3 separate regions of the Sus scrofa genome follow, and regions 1 and 2 are each linked to region 3. Evidence: chromatin contacts called from public Hi-C and promoter capture Hi-C data. All regions are on one chromosome and are shown on one strand. The core of a region is the stretch at or near the end of the contact, and the rest is flanking DNA. Distances in the headings are between cores, read along the strand shown. Region 1 holds the start of SCP2 (sterol carrier protein 2). Region 2 overlaps SLC1A7 (excitatory amino acid transporter 5). Region 3 overlaps SCP2 (sterol carrier protein 2).

Region 1 (4,739 bases), core at 1,287-3,786, 90 kb after region 3:
ATGGGGTTGCGGGTTTGATCCCTGGCCTTGCTCAGTGGGTTAAGGATCTGGCGTTGCCGTGACCCATAGCGTAGGTCGCAGACGCAGCTCAGATCCCGAGTTGCTGTGGATCTGGCGTAGGCCAGCGGCTATGGCTCGATTAGACTCCTAGCCTGGGAACCTCCATATGCCGTGGATGTGGCCCTAAAAGACAAAAGAAAAAAAAAGGAAAAGAATGAACTTCCAACACTGATAATAAAACCTCATTAAGGAGTTCCCGTCGTGGCGCAGTGGTTAACGAATCCGACTAGGAACCATGAGGTTGCGGGTTCGGTCCCTGCCCTTGCTCAGTGGGTTAACAATCCGGTGTTGCCGTGAGCTGTGGTGTAGGTTGCAGACGCGGCTCGGATCCTGCGTTGCTGTGGCTCTGGCGTAGGCTGGTGGCTACAGCTCCGATTCAACCCCTAGCCTGGGGACCTCTATATGTCACCGGAGCGGCCCAAGAAATAGCAACAACAACAACAACAAAAGACAAAAAGAAAAAAAAAAACAAACCTCATTAAGAAAGCTTTAATTAAAAAAAGAGAGAGAACTTCAAGCAGTCTAGGAATTCAGCTATTTAAATTAAGAACCACAACACAGAAATCCGACCAGTTTCGACCTACAAACAGTGCTTAAAGTATAATCTACTAAGCTCCCTCTTTTTTCATTAACCCCTGCGCCACGACGGGAACGCCCTAAGCTCCTCTTCATTAAACCCTCTTCCAAGTTCCAAAAGATCAAAATCCAGAGGGAAGTACACTCACTGGTCTAGTAAGCACATCAAGAAAGCTACTCTCCCTACTCCCAATTTCCTCCCTGAAAATTGTTAACTAACACCTCCCACACCTCCACCTCCCAACTTGAGGAAAAATAAAAATATCTATTTCCCAAAGAGTTAGAAAACTCAGTGCTTTTCTACACAGACAATATAACCAGGCATTTAACAGCCCATGGTGGAGGATATGACTGCATCAATACACTTTAAAAGGTCTTACTGTCCACCTATACCAGAAGCCCCATCTCCCACGACAATCGGATGATCTCCAAGTGTCTACTTCATAATGTATTACTTGAAAAATAAATAAATAAATTAGTTCCCGTTGTGGCTCAGTGGTTAACGAATCCGACTGGGAACCATGAGGTTGTGGGTTCGATGCCTGGCCTCGCTCAGTGGGTTAAGGATCCAGCACTGCCATGAGCTGTGGTGTAGGTCACAGACTCGAGGTTCGGCTCTGGCGTTGCTATGGCTCTGGTGTAGGCCGGTGGCTACAGCTTCGATTCAACCCCTAGCCTGGGAACCTCCATATGCCGCGGGTGTGGGCCTAAAAAGACAAAAAGAGAGGGAAAAAAAAAGGTATTACTTGAGTTATCTATTTATATGTTTTGATTGCTGTGTGTACTCTCAGCCCACTGGGTAAGATAATAAAAGCCTAAGCCTTTTTCCTCAGAAAGAGAACTTCTTCTAGGAACTCTCTTTCAGAAAGCATATCCATTTAATATTTGTTTAACTAACATTCACTGAGGGTCTTCGGGCACGAGGCATTTTCAAGGTGCTAGAGGTATAGCAATGAATTAGGCAAGGTACACTCACTTGGAAGATCTGACATGCTAATATAGGCATATAAATGGAATTTCAGTATAAAATAGGAAGTACTAAGACAGAGGTAAGTACAGAGCTCTGTGGGAAAGTCAGGAGGATCAGAGGCTTCTTGGAGAAGATCTGAATTAATCTTTTAAAAATGCGAATAAGTGAACCAAGTGAAGACAAGTAGTGAAAACAATAGAAAGCAAAGCATCCGAGGCATAAAAAATGTGTGGTGCGAAAAAGGCGGTTTGGCGTTATTGGAGAACAGGGCTGGTGCGGGTGCCAAGAACTGAGACGGTAAGGGGAGCCTCTGGCCTCCTGAATACCACGCCGTGCACCCCCTGAGAAACACAAAGGTTAGAAGATCCAGAAAACCCGCCACGCGTGGCGAGACGCGGAGCATCACTCACGCCTCTCCTTCTCATCCACACTTGGAACAGGCCCTGAGAAGGGACCCACAGGGAATATTCATGGAAGTGCAAACTGGCGACCTGCTCTCCTTTCGGGTGTCAAGCGGGCCTTGCCACAATCAAAGATCCACAAACCTTACGATTCCACTCAGATTCAAAGGTGCTACGGACTTTGGGTTATCTCGGGGATCCTTCACAAACAGCGACATCCAGGGAGGAAAAGGAACGGAGGAACGTACGGCCAAAGGAACAAGCCTGCGACATTACGATCCTGCAAAGTCAGCTTACATCACAACCCATCTCACAACCTACCCGAGTCGCCACTCTGTCGCCCCCAGGGCCAAGGCCAAGGCCGAGCTGGGCGATGGGGTGCCCAGGGCGCCCTCCGGGTAGGCAGGACCGACTGACACAACGCCAAGCCCCGATATGCCCACCTGCGGGGGTCCCACTGCTCTGTTTACCTTGGTCATGCCGACCCCCACCACAAATACACGGCGGGGCAGAGACGTGGCCAAAGGCATAGCTCAAACGGTTCCAGGTACAGGATGGCACAGCGAATGTCACACAGCCTGCCCGACTCGGTCGCAGGCTGACAGCGCCTACGCCCCCAGCGCTTAAGTAGCAGTGCACCGGAAGCAGGTAGGCGCCGTGCGCCTGCGCGGGGACGGGGGCGGGGCCTGCTCCTTTGAGGGCGGGGAGTGTTAAGGGAACCCGCGGTGGGCAAGCGCTAAGCTTAGCTGGAGTTCACCGTTGGGGTGGGGGTGGGGGTGGGGGTGGGGGCCTGCGCTTTGCCGGAGACGTCCTTAGCCCCGGGAGGGGAATTGAACCAAGTGGACCCTCAGATCACAGGCGGTTTTTATTATTTTTCAAAAGGCCTAAAAGATAATGTATATTTACATACGCCATGCCACCCTTAATAAAAATCACCATAGGTTCAAAACACCCACATCCGGAGCCCACACTACTGAATCAGAGTCCCCTGGGGGGGTAGAGCCTAGGCATCAATATTTAGAAAGTATCCCCCAGGTGATTCTAAAGAGCCTCCCTGGCCTAGGCAGCAAAGAATGGGTCTACTTAGTAAAATCTCCAGCTAATCAGAGAAGGGGAGAAGAATACCCCCTTTCCACTTTCCCTACCTGTCCCTGGAGCCTAGCTGAAGGTGTTGCGGAAACCGCAAAAACTGTGGCAACGGAAGGAGACAAACAGCACTCGGAGATATGGAAAAGCAAGGTTTATTCAGCACCGGTGCGGGCTCAGAGGAGTCACCTCCAGAGTCTGAGCACCAGGTCTTTGTTCTCAGTAACTTTTATACACTACAAGGTCTTGATTTTCCCATGTAAGCATCCCGGACCTCCCCCATCCCCAAGCAGACAGTGTCCCTCCCTAAGAAACTGAGCAAGCAAGGTTACAGAAGCAGAACTGATAAGCAATGCTGGGTACCTGATTAGCAGGGCTGCTGGCTTGGACAGAGAGCACACAGTTGTTACATTATTACGAGAAGGGTGGCATAATGATTAGCCAGCTGGAAAGGCTTTAGCTGTCTTGGCCAAGGGGGGGGTTGTTCTTTAATTAAAGCTCCATTTCATTCCCCCTCTTGATGTTCAGGGCGCATCTGCACCCTTTACACATCATCATCAGGCATAACCCTTTGGTAGCCTCTAATAAGTAGCAGGTGGGAGGCTGTTTTTCTTTCAACCATGGTCTTTATAAAACATTTTACAATATTTATCAGGAGAAGTACAAGGCAGGGAACAAGTAGGCACCCTGCGAGTATAACCATGACTATTCCGACCATTGTCTTAATTCCTCCCAACCAAGAGAACCATTTACCAAAGAGACTGTCTGCATCCCATCCTTTCCAAGTTTGTACAGGTACATGGGCTAGTTTAGTCATGCGGTCAGCAATTTCTTCTACCACCTTTCCGGTGTCATCTATTTGTAGACAGCAATTACTTAAGTTAAATTTTCCACAAACCCCTCCTTCAGAAGCAAATAATCCAAGGCCAAGCGATTTTGGTAGATTGCACTGTACATTTTAGTTTGTTGTTGGGCCAATATAGTCAAGGCCCTTGCAGTGTCATTTGTTATAAGTTCCAAAACCGCCTGTAGTCTGATGATGCGGTTCAGCATATAGATAGGGGTGCGATATCCCCAAGAGCCATCCTCTGCCCAGGTGGCAGGTTCATAATATTGAATTATCCGTTCTGGGGGCCATTTATCATCTTTCCACTCTCCAATTTGGAGAGCCCTCCGGTCTCTCTGGGCACCCTGTGCCCTATATATAGGAACTCCCAGTTGCTCTCCTAGTGACAGTGGGAGCAGGAAGAAGGAAGGTCTGATTGTTCCCAGTACACATGCCCCAGCCCAAGTTGGGGGGAGTATGGAATAGGCCATTTTTCCACAAATCCAATATAATCCCTTTGGTGGCTGCCACTGGATATTAGTACTGATATCTTCCCATGCTTGTCGAAGGTGGGAAAAGTTAGACAAGGGATTAGGCTTGGGCTCTGAGCGATTAGAGGATGACCACCATTGAGTCTTTTGGGCAGTCAGATCATAATACCTTCGGCCTTATAATCATGTTAGGCTTCCAACTGAAACATTAAACCGTCCTCCCCGCCTCGCAAGACAATTTCTCCCTATAATAGCAGTTCTGAGGAGCCATACCCCATTGGTGAGTTGGGGGTATGCAGTCTCATTAGGAGGCTCTAATGGGTCCAGCT
Region 2 (4,273 bases), core at 629-3,128, 95 kb before region 3:
AAAATTACCCATAACCCCGCCACCCAAAGACAGCCACGTTGAAACTTTTTCTAGTTGTTTAGCTGTGCAGGTCCATGCGACATGACGCTCCCTGCAGAACCCCCCCACCCCGCCCCAAACCCCGGCTTGTAGTTTCTCCGAAAGATCCCTTTAACAGCTTTGCCCCAAAGTCTGGAGCCCCATTAGCCAAATGGCAGGGCCTTGAACTTCCTTTCCTGTTCTTTGAGCTCTGGGAGTAGCTGCTGTCTCCCGTGGAGTCCAGGCCCTCTCCACACTTAGCTCCCGTCCTCCTCGGCCTCTGCCATCACCCGCAATCATGCTGGCACAGCTGGCACCAGTCTGGAGAGGTCTGCCTCTGTCAGCTGTTGCCAGGGGTCTCCTTCCTCCACCCCACCACCCAGGGCTCCCACGTCTGCTGCTCACCTCTCAGCCAGTAGGAAAAGGCTTTCCACTTTGGGGACAGGGAGTGAGGTTCCAGAGTAGATGCAGGGGTCCCGATGATGGAACTCTGTCTGGTTTATCCACGGGCCTCTCCATTCCACAGCCCCTGTGCCACGTGACCTAACCCTCCCTGCAGACCCCCCCACCCCACCCCCCGGCTCTATCCAGAACCCACACTCCTGCCCTTACCGCGTCCAGGCTGTCCCTGAGTTGGCACTGCCCCCGTATTAGACCTCTTCTTCCTCGAGGTGGCCTTCTCAGGGGCCCTTTGCCCCTTCCTGAGATCTGATTTCCACCTGCACCCGTCTCCTGCACCGTCTGTCAAGCACCTCTGAGGTCATCTGGACACAAACCTATGGGGGTCTGTGTCACCGTGGCTCCAGGGCTCCGGGCAGAGCTGCAAACCATCTGCGCCTTGGTTTCTCCACTTAAATAGGAACATCTTGCCAGTGACGCATCCCTTCTTTTTTGTTGAGTATTTAACTGCAATATGTCTCTTTTTTAATTTTTTTTTACTTTTTTTTTAGGGCCACATCCGAGGCATATGGAGGTTCCCAGGCTAGAGGTCGAATTGGAGCTGTTGCTGCCGGCCTACAGCACAGCCACAGCAACACCAGATCCGAGCCGCGTCTTTGACCTGCACCACAGCTCACGGCAATGCCAGATCCTTAACCCACTGAGCGGGGCCAGGGATCGAACCTGCAACCTCGTGGTTCCTAGTCGGATTCGTTAACCAGTGAGCCACGACGGGAACTCCTATGCTGCAACTTTTCGTCTAATCTACGTTGATGTTTTAAATTGGTGCCAGGTTTTTCCTCTGCATCTACCATTTCAGTGACCTCCCTGTGTGTTTTGTTTATTTTGATATTCTGAGATCCTAAGGAATGCTAAGTTCTTCCTTCTCAGACATCAGCAAATTCTTCTACGTGGGTTGTGTTGGACCCCACTCTGCCCTGGATGCCCCCCCCGGCCTGGCTCGCAGGGCCGCATTCCACTCCTGAGCTCAGTCTATCTTTGCTGCCCCACATGTGACTGAACCTCAAACATGACCTGACTCTGACCTCATTAAACAGCACAATGTCCCCTCACTTTCCAGCCTCTCAGCCTCCCTGCTGGCTTCTGGTGCCCCACTGCCTAGCACAGCTGCCCCTTCCAAATCCTCCTCATCATTCGAGAACCAACCCAAATGCCCCCTCCTCCAGGTAGCCCTCCCTGATTCTCCGGACTAGAAGCCATCCCTCGCTCCTCTGAATAAAGAGAGCATGGCCTTGTCCCCTGTCTAGGGGTACTGATGCATCTGCCCTCTCCACAGCTTACTTGAGTCCACTGCTGTCCTGTGGGCTTTGTCTTTCTCCCCCACCACCCCCTGCCAGACCAGGAGCTGCTTGAGGTTGAGGACTGGTTTTGATCTCTGTCTTGTGGGCACAGGGCATGGCGCAGAGCCAGGGGCTAAATTACTGAGTAACTACATGGATGAAAGAGGACAGGCCTGGAGCTGGGGACTGAGTTCTGGTCCAGCCGGGCACCAGGGTCCTGAATGACCTTGGGCAGGGCCTCCTCTCGGGGCCGGGGCCTCCCTGTAGCCTGAGGTCATGGAACGTGGCTGTGGGGGCTTCTGTCGTGGTCAGAGGGCTGTTTGGCCCTGGGCTGATTTGCTGGCCCTGGTCGGGGGATGATTTCTTGTGGATAATGTTTCCGTGTGCCCCCCATTTCCCCTGGTCACGCAATCTCATTATGAGCCCTTCAGGATTTTTATCTAAGACCTACCCTAAGCCCGTCCCTAACATATGGTGTCCTGGCAGACAGGGATGAATGGAAAGTGAGGGGACATCGACTCATTCATTCATTCACTCCTTCCTTCTGCAAACTACACTCCAGTGGGGACCCCAGCCTGGCTCTGTGAGCCCAGCCCTGAATCAGACTCCGCCCCAGCCCCGAAGGCGCTTCCAGTAAATAGTCACCAGCTCAGTGAGGAGGGGCTGGGACAGAGGGCAGCACAGGGGTTGCGGGAGCCCAGAGAAGGGGCCTTACCCCTGCCTGGTGGTCAGGGGAGGCTTCCTGGAGGAGGGGACCCTTAAACTGTGTCTTCAAAGAGGCGTGAGGCTTTGCAACAGCAAGCGGGGGAGAGCAGGGCGCTCACAGGCAGCGGGTGCAGCAGGGCTGGGGGGAGGGTTAGGGAGAGGCTTTTGGGGCTCAGCCCTGATGCTAGAGCTGCCTGCTGTGGCCTTATGATTAAGAGGAGGGGGGATTATCTGCTCTTGTTTACATGATTAAAACCAGACAAATGACAAATACTTCCTTTATCTGAAAGAATGAAAGGGCTTTGGGGAAAAAAGGCTTTTGGCAGCAAAGCAAAGTGAAAGTATCTCCTTAATGACTCTCTCACTCCCCACCCCGCCCCGCTGGTCCAGGGCTGACCAGCTCAGTGGGCAGAGAGCCGGGGTCAGGGCAGGCAGAGGTGCAGAGGAGCCCAGAGGAAACTCACAAGCCCCTCCATACACCCCCCCACCAGGGGAACCTGGGCCCTGGCACTAACCCACGATGGCCACAGGGTGGCACCCCTCGGGGGAAAAAGCTAACCACGGCCCCATTTTATAGATGGGGATCCTGAGGCCCAGAGATGAGGGAGTGACTTGCTGGCCCGAGGTGACATAGCCAAGGGGCAGAGCTGGGACGAGGACCCAGGGCACTCGGTCGCTCACTCTTACTCATTAGCTCATTCAGAAGCCCCAGTAACCATGCCGAAGGCTGCCGCCGGAGCTCACACGGGGCACTGGGGACCCACAGAGAAGCCCTTTTTCTCACATGTCCTCAGTCTGATGAGAGAGACAGATGGTGACAATGACAACCAGGGTCATGACAGAGAGAAGGCCAGGGTTGTGGGACCCCAGGATAGGCTCCTAACTCTGTGGGAGAGGCAGGTAGTCCAAAAAGATTTCGCCAAAGAGATGGCACGGAGCTTGGTCTTACCTGCTGGGTAGGCGCTGGGCAAGGAAGGGAGCTGCTAAGAGGACACCGCGGAGTTCCCTTCGTGGTGCAGTGGAAATGAATCCGACTAGGAACCACGAGGTTGTGCGTTCGATCCCTGGCCTTGCTCAGTGGGTTGAGGATCCAGCGTTGCCGTGAGCTGTGCTGTAGGTCACAGACGTGGCTCGGATCCCGTGTTACTGTGGCTGGGGTGTAGGCGGGTGGCTACAGCTCTGATTAGACCCCTAGCCTGGGAATCTCCATATGCCGCAGGAGCGGCCCCAGAAAAGGCAAAAAGACTAAAAAAAAAAAAGAAAAGAAAGAAAGAAAGAAAAAGGAAAAAAAGAGGACACCGGACAAGGGAAGAGGACGGGGAAGGACTAGAGGTGTGAACGGACGTGGCCGAGGATGCTGGGCAAGGCGGAGGGGCGGAGCGGCGAGAGGCTGGGGGCGGGGGGTCCCCAGACCCACACACTCCCTGGAGTGCTGTGAGGGTGCTGGGCAGAGCCAGGAGGGGTCACCGTGGGCACATCTGGGTGCCTAGCCTGCCCAGCCTCAGACGCTGACCCGCATCGCTCTCCCAGCTTGATGTCCGGCCTCGCCTCCCTGGATGCCAAGACCTCCAGCCGCCTGGGCATCCTCACTGTGGCGTACTACCTGTGGACCACCTTCGTGGCAGTCATCGTGGGCATCGTCATGGTCTCCATCATCCACCCGGGTGGCGCGGCCCAGAAGGAGACAACGGGGCAGAGTGGGAAGCCCATCATGAGCTCAGCCGACCCCCTGCTGGACCTCATTCGGTAACCCTCACCCTGTTTGGAAATGCTTGCCATCCCACCCCCCAACGGGCTGGGGCTGCTGTTGA
Region 3 (4,240 bases), core at 853-3,352:
CTTCCCAGAAACAGCAACTATAGTTATTGTGAACAATTCTATCTCCCAATCGCTTAGTCTCTGAAAATGAAAAAACCATGAGACTTCCACATTTAAAACAGAATTTACTGGAGTTCCTGTCGTGGCACAGCAGAAACAAATCTGGCTAGGAACCATGAGCTTGTGGTTTTGATCCCTGGCCTCGCTCAGTGGGTTAAGGATCTGGCATTGTCGTGAGCTGTGGTGTAGGTCAAAGACAAGGCTTGGATCTGGCATTGCTGTGGTTGTGGCACAGGCTGGCAGCTGTAGCTCTGATTGGACCCCTAGCCTGGGAACCTCCATATGTGGGTGCAGTCCTAAAAAAAAAAAAAAAAAAAAAAGCAAATACATAAATAAATAAAATAGAATTTATTGTCCAAACTACAGAATCTATTCTGAGCAAATTAGATAGCTATACTAATGTGCTGACTCTGGTAGCTCTTGATAGTGTGGCTTTTACTGAGGATTTTCAACTCCAAATACGAACTAGGAATTTCAGAGGACAGTATAAAACTAATGAATCAGATTTAGGAGGAAACTTAAACTTCAACACCTTAACAGCTTTTTATTTGATCCAATTCAGGAAACAGAGGGGTGGGGAGGTCACAGTTTTTATCTCAAGGCTTTCACATAACAAATGGGATTTTTAAAAAAACCAATCTAGATGCACTACAACTAAACAGAAATCAGACAGGGACCCAAGAGTTACAAAGTGCTTTGGATATTCAAAGGGAGAAGCTACCTAAGATTGGTCTTAATAGGAAGACACAATTTTCACAACAGAATATTCCAGGCAGAGAAAGAAGACAGAAGAGACTCAAAAGCTTCTAAAACATGAGAATATAACGGATTCTGTTAAAAAAAAAAAAAAAGTGTGTCACATACCCTCTGTAGAACCAAAAGTGTGGAAAAAATGAAAAAATAATTACCAAGAATTCGGGGGGAAAAGGGAGCCAATCAGTGTTGCTAGCTACTGCAGGGTTAAAGACCAGAAAATAAAGGCCAGAGCACTTCATAATCAGATCACTGCTGGCCTCACCTGACCTCCGTGATGAGATAAGAAACTAAAGGCATTTCAAAATAGAAAAACAAAAGTGGTTCAATATAAAAGGTTCATCATGAAAGAGAATAATTAAGGTATTCTTAATCTTTATAATCAAAGTAGATTTCTAGAATACAGAAGACCTGAACACGTTTGCTGACAGAGGGAAAGGGGTCAATGAAAACGCAAAAACAGAAAGATTCAAAAGAGGGGTATACTTAACATGTGGAACAAAATTACAGAAAGTGGTTGGAAACAAAAGCATGCAAAGGAAAGGAAATGGGACTTTTTTTTTCCTCTGGGAAGGATGAGCACTTCTCTGAGAAGAGTAAGGAAGAGGAGGGATCCTGAAAGCCTTGGAAAAGAAAGTGGAGACTGGAGGAACACAGGCATTAGACAAGGGCAGGAAGAAAACCAACAAGAGACGAACAGGAAGGATTCTGGCAGCAGCGAGGGCTTCACTGGATTCAGAAACATCAATCTGCAGAGATGCAATCAGCATATTTGATGACTTTCTCCAAACAATCTCAGAGGCCATGGGGAGAAAGCAAATTGTGAGAAAGGAAACCAAAAAATGACTTGCCTAAATGAAAACTACTCAGGTTGGCAGGGCTGAGACAAGGACCCAGCCAGCTCCCGCGTCTAGTCCGCCACTCTTGCCTACGCTGCCTCCTTCATGAACAAAATTTTCCTAAGGCTGGTGACATTTAAAAGTTAACTGCCAGTTTTAAAGTGTTTAAGCCGTGCTACGACAGCCACGCAATGAGATACCTGTTCTTTGAGTACGAAGACAATAAAATTAGGACTTTTGGAAAACATGCACAACGCCATTAGTTGCGGAGAGTCAGAAGGATTCACTGCCATGCAAAACCAGAGTGCCACTTACCTGGCAGCTTCAGGAAAACCCATCCTGTACAGCGTGACAACCGCAGCTCCTCCAAGGCCCAAATTATGCTGCAGAGCAACCTTTGCACCAGGAACTTGCCTCTTCCCGGCTTCCCCTCTCAGCTGCCAGCAGAGTTCGGCGCACTGAGCCAGACCTAACAAATCGAACACAGAGCCGTCAGATCCCGTTGGTTTAGAAAGCGGCCCCAATCGGCTTTCTCAAGCCAGACGAGGGCTGCCAACTGTGGCTTTCAATTAAACCGTTTCATTCCGCCAAGACGAAATCTGCCTAGACAGGAACTTCTCCTACAAGCCTGGAGGGGTTTTGTAGTTAGTTACTTTTTCTTCCGCAGTAATCTCTGTATTTAGCCAATACTCAGGCTTAAGAAATTCCCTGTGCTCTTTAAATATATCCAACCTGGCATTTGGGGGGCAATGTTCAAAGCGAAAACGCTGAAGGTACAGTGCTCTGGCTCAGGCCGAATGGCCTAAAAATAATTTAATTCTTACCACTGTTAATGTATCAAAAGAAAACAATCTAGGATGTGGGAGTTGGCTTTCCCTAAAAATTTAGCTAGCACGAGGACTTTTCCTATTCTTCTCAAAGAATTCCTAGAAAGGATGAACTGAACTGTTTCCCAGATCTATTCACAGCTATTCACAAGAATAGCACTGGATTTAAAAAAAAAAAAAAAAAAAAGCATTTGTCCCCTGGATAATAAAAGCAGATTTTTAGAGCTGGAGAGAACTTAATAATGCTGAAACCGAGCCCCCCAAAACTGAAGTTACCTTACTGGGTTTATGATAAATTTCTCTATCCAAAACTTTATTCCCTTCCTTGTCTCCTGTGACCTCTATCCCTTTCTTGTCTCCTCATTCCTGTACTAACTGAATACTAATCAACCAGAGTCAGATGACTAAAACTGTTACTGTTGATAACATCCTACTATACAAAAATAGCTGTGTAGATATCATTAACCTTCAAATGCAGGTGGTTTTTCCAGGGCAAGATGAGCTCAGAGACCCCTGGAGCCATGGACCACCTGGCCAGAGACTCATAAACCACATTCTGACTCCCAAAATCAGATAAAGAAATGTCTCAGGACAATGATTAATTCCAGTTTCTTTGTTCTTTCTCTTTAAAACAGCCCTAACTCAAAGACCAAGAAGGAGTGAATCTGAAACTTGCCTCCGGCTCCCTTGCTTGGTGCCTTGCAAATAAACCCTTACTTTGCTGCAAACACCCACCATCCAAGTCTGGCACAGGAGCCCTTGCTTAGGTACAAAGTTAGCAGTGAGAAATGTAAGATTAAGTTATTTGTGAATGGTTACAAAGCAGGCTAATTCTAGAGTTGAGATTAAATACAAGCCTCCTAATTTACATTCTTTTTCTCTCTCACACTAGCTCTTCAAGGATAGCTAAGAACATTCTTTCAGGATAGACTGGTTTCAACATCCTGGAGGCAGAGCTACACAAGTCTGCCTACAATATCTGTTCTTCCACCCACATCCCCAACCATGAAACCTGATTCCCAAGTACCTGTGACAGCTTCCTATATAACCCCAACCTTCTCAAGAAATTTAACTGCCATTCCTCATTTCTAAGCAATATCTGTATATTTTTATAGAATATATAGTTAACACATTTTAAAAACAGGTAATTCCACATGACGTAATTTTTTTTTTTTTCTTTTTAGGGCCACATCCGAGGCACATGGAGGTTCCCAGGCTAGGGGTCAGATTGGAGCTGTAGCCACACCTATGCCACAGCCACGGCAATGCAGGATCCGAGCTGCATCTATGACCTACACCACAGCTCACGGCAACACCGGATCCTTAACCCACTGAGCGAGGCCAGGGATCAAACCTGTGTCCTCATGGATACTAGTCAGATTTGTTAACTGCTGAGCCATGACAGGAACTCCATGTAATGATTTTTTTTTTTTTTTTGTCTTTTGTCTTTTTAGGGCCCCTCCCACGGCATATGGAGGTTCCCAGGCTAGGGGTCTAATCAGAGCTGTAGCCACCAGCTTACTCCACAGCTCACAGCAATGCCAGATCCTTAACCCACTGAGTGAGGCCAGAGATTGAACCCGCAACCTCATGGTTCCTAGTCGGAACGTTTCCGCTGCACCACAATGGGAACTCCTCCATGTAATGATTTTTTGAATTGTGAACATTCAGAATATTAAGGTCAAAGTGAATAAATAATTCTACTAATATATCCAAACTCTGGGGCAATCAATTCTACTTGAAATCTGCCATCTAAAACATTTACAAATGCACAAAAAAAGG

What was found. Promoter capture Hi-C pulls out the DNA fragments that hold promoters and counts their contacts. Hi-C and Micro-C count contacts between places; a contact is called where the count stands out from the background.
Region 1: a contact with region 3 is called in a promoter capture Hi-C map of liver, with 2.9 times the contacts expected there. The contact joins the promoter of SCP2 here to the enhancer-like site in region 3. A contact is called at or near these places in 1 of 5 promoter capture datasets (liver), 2 of 47 Hi-C or Micro-C datasets (fetal liver and heart right ventricle) and 1 of 2 datasets of contacts at active chromatin or transcription factors (alveolar macrophages).
Region 2: a Hi-C map of liver shows a contact between it and region 3, with 3 times the contacts expected there. The contact joins two enhancer-like sites. A contact is called at or near these places in 1 of 5 promoter capture datasets (liver), 2 of 47 Hi-C or Micro-C datasets (both in liver) and 1 of 2 datasets of contacts at active chromatin or transcription factors (alveolar macrophages).

Annotation. Positions count from the first base shown.
Region 1 is chr6:159,312,449-159,317,187 of Sscrofa11.1, forward strand. It overlaps SCP2 (sterol carrier protein 2), which reads right to left and starts at 2,537. Exons shown (of 22, transcript NM_001168415.1): 1 at 2,478-2,537. The coding sequence starts at 2,537.
Region 2 is chr6:159,127,838-159,132,110 of Sscrofa11.1, forward strand. It overlaps SLC1A7 (excitatory amino acid transporter 5), which reads left to right. Exons shown (of 11, transcript XM_021096614.1): 3 at 3,993-4,208. Among named protein-coding and RNA genes, the nearest start is that of SLC1A7, 24 kb to the left of the region's middle. Within about 2 kb of position 1,879, at least 13 of the 83 cell types and tissues checked have an H3K27ac peak or open chromatin away from gene starts, as enhancers often do. A contact at or near this core is called in liver, where this site is marked.
Region 3 is chr6:159,222,384-159,226,623 of Sscrofa11.1, forward strand. SCP2 (sterol carrier protein 2) reads right to left here. Exons shown (of 22, transcript NM_001168415.1): 17 at 1,947-2,100. Among named protein-coding and RNA genes, the nearest start is that of PODN, 45 kb to the left of the region's middle. Within about 2 kb of position 2,103, at least 50 of the 83 cell types and tissues checked have an H3K27ac peak or open chromatin away from gene starts, as enhancers often do. A contact at or near this core is called in alveolar macrophages, fetal liver and liver, where this site is marked.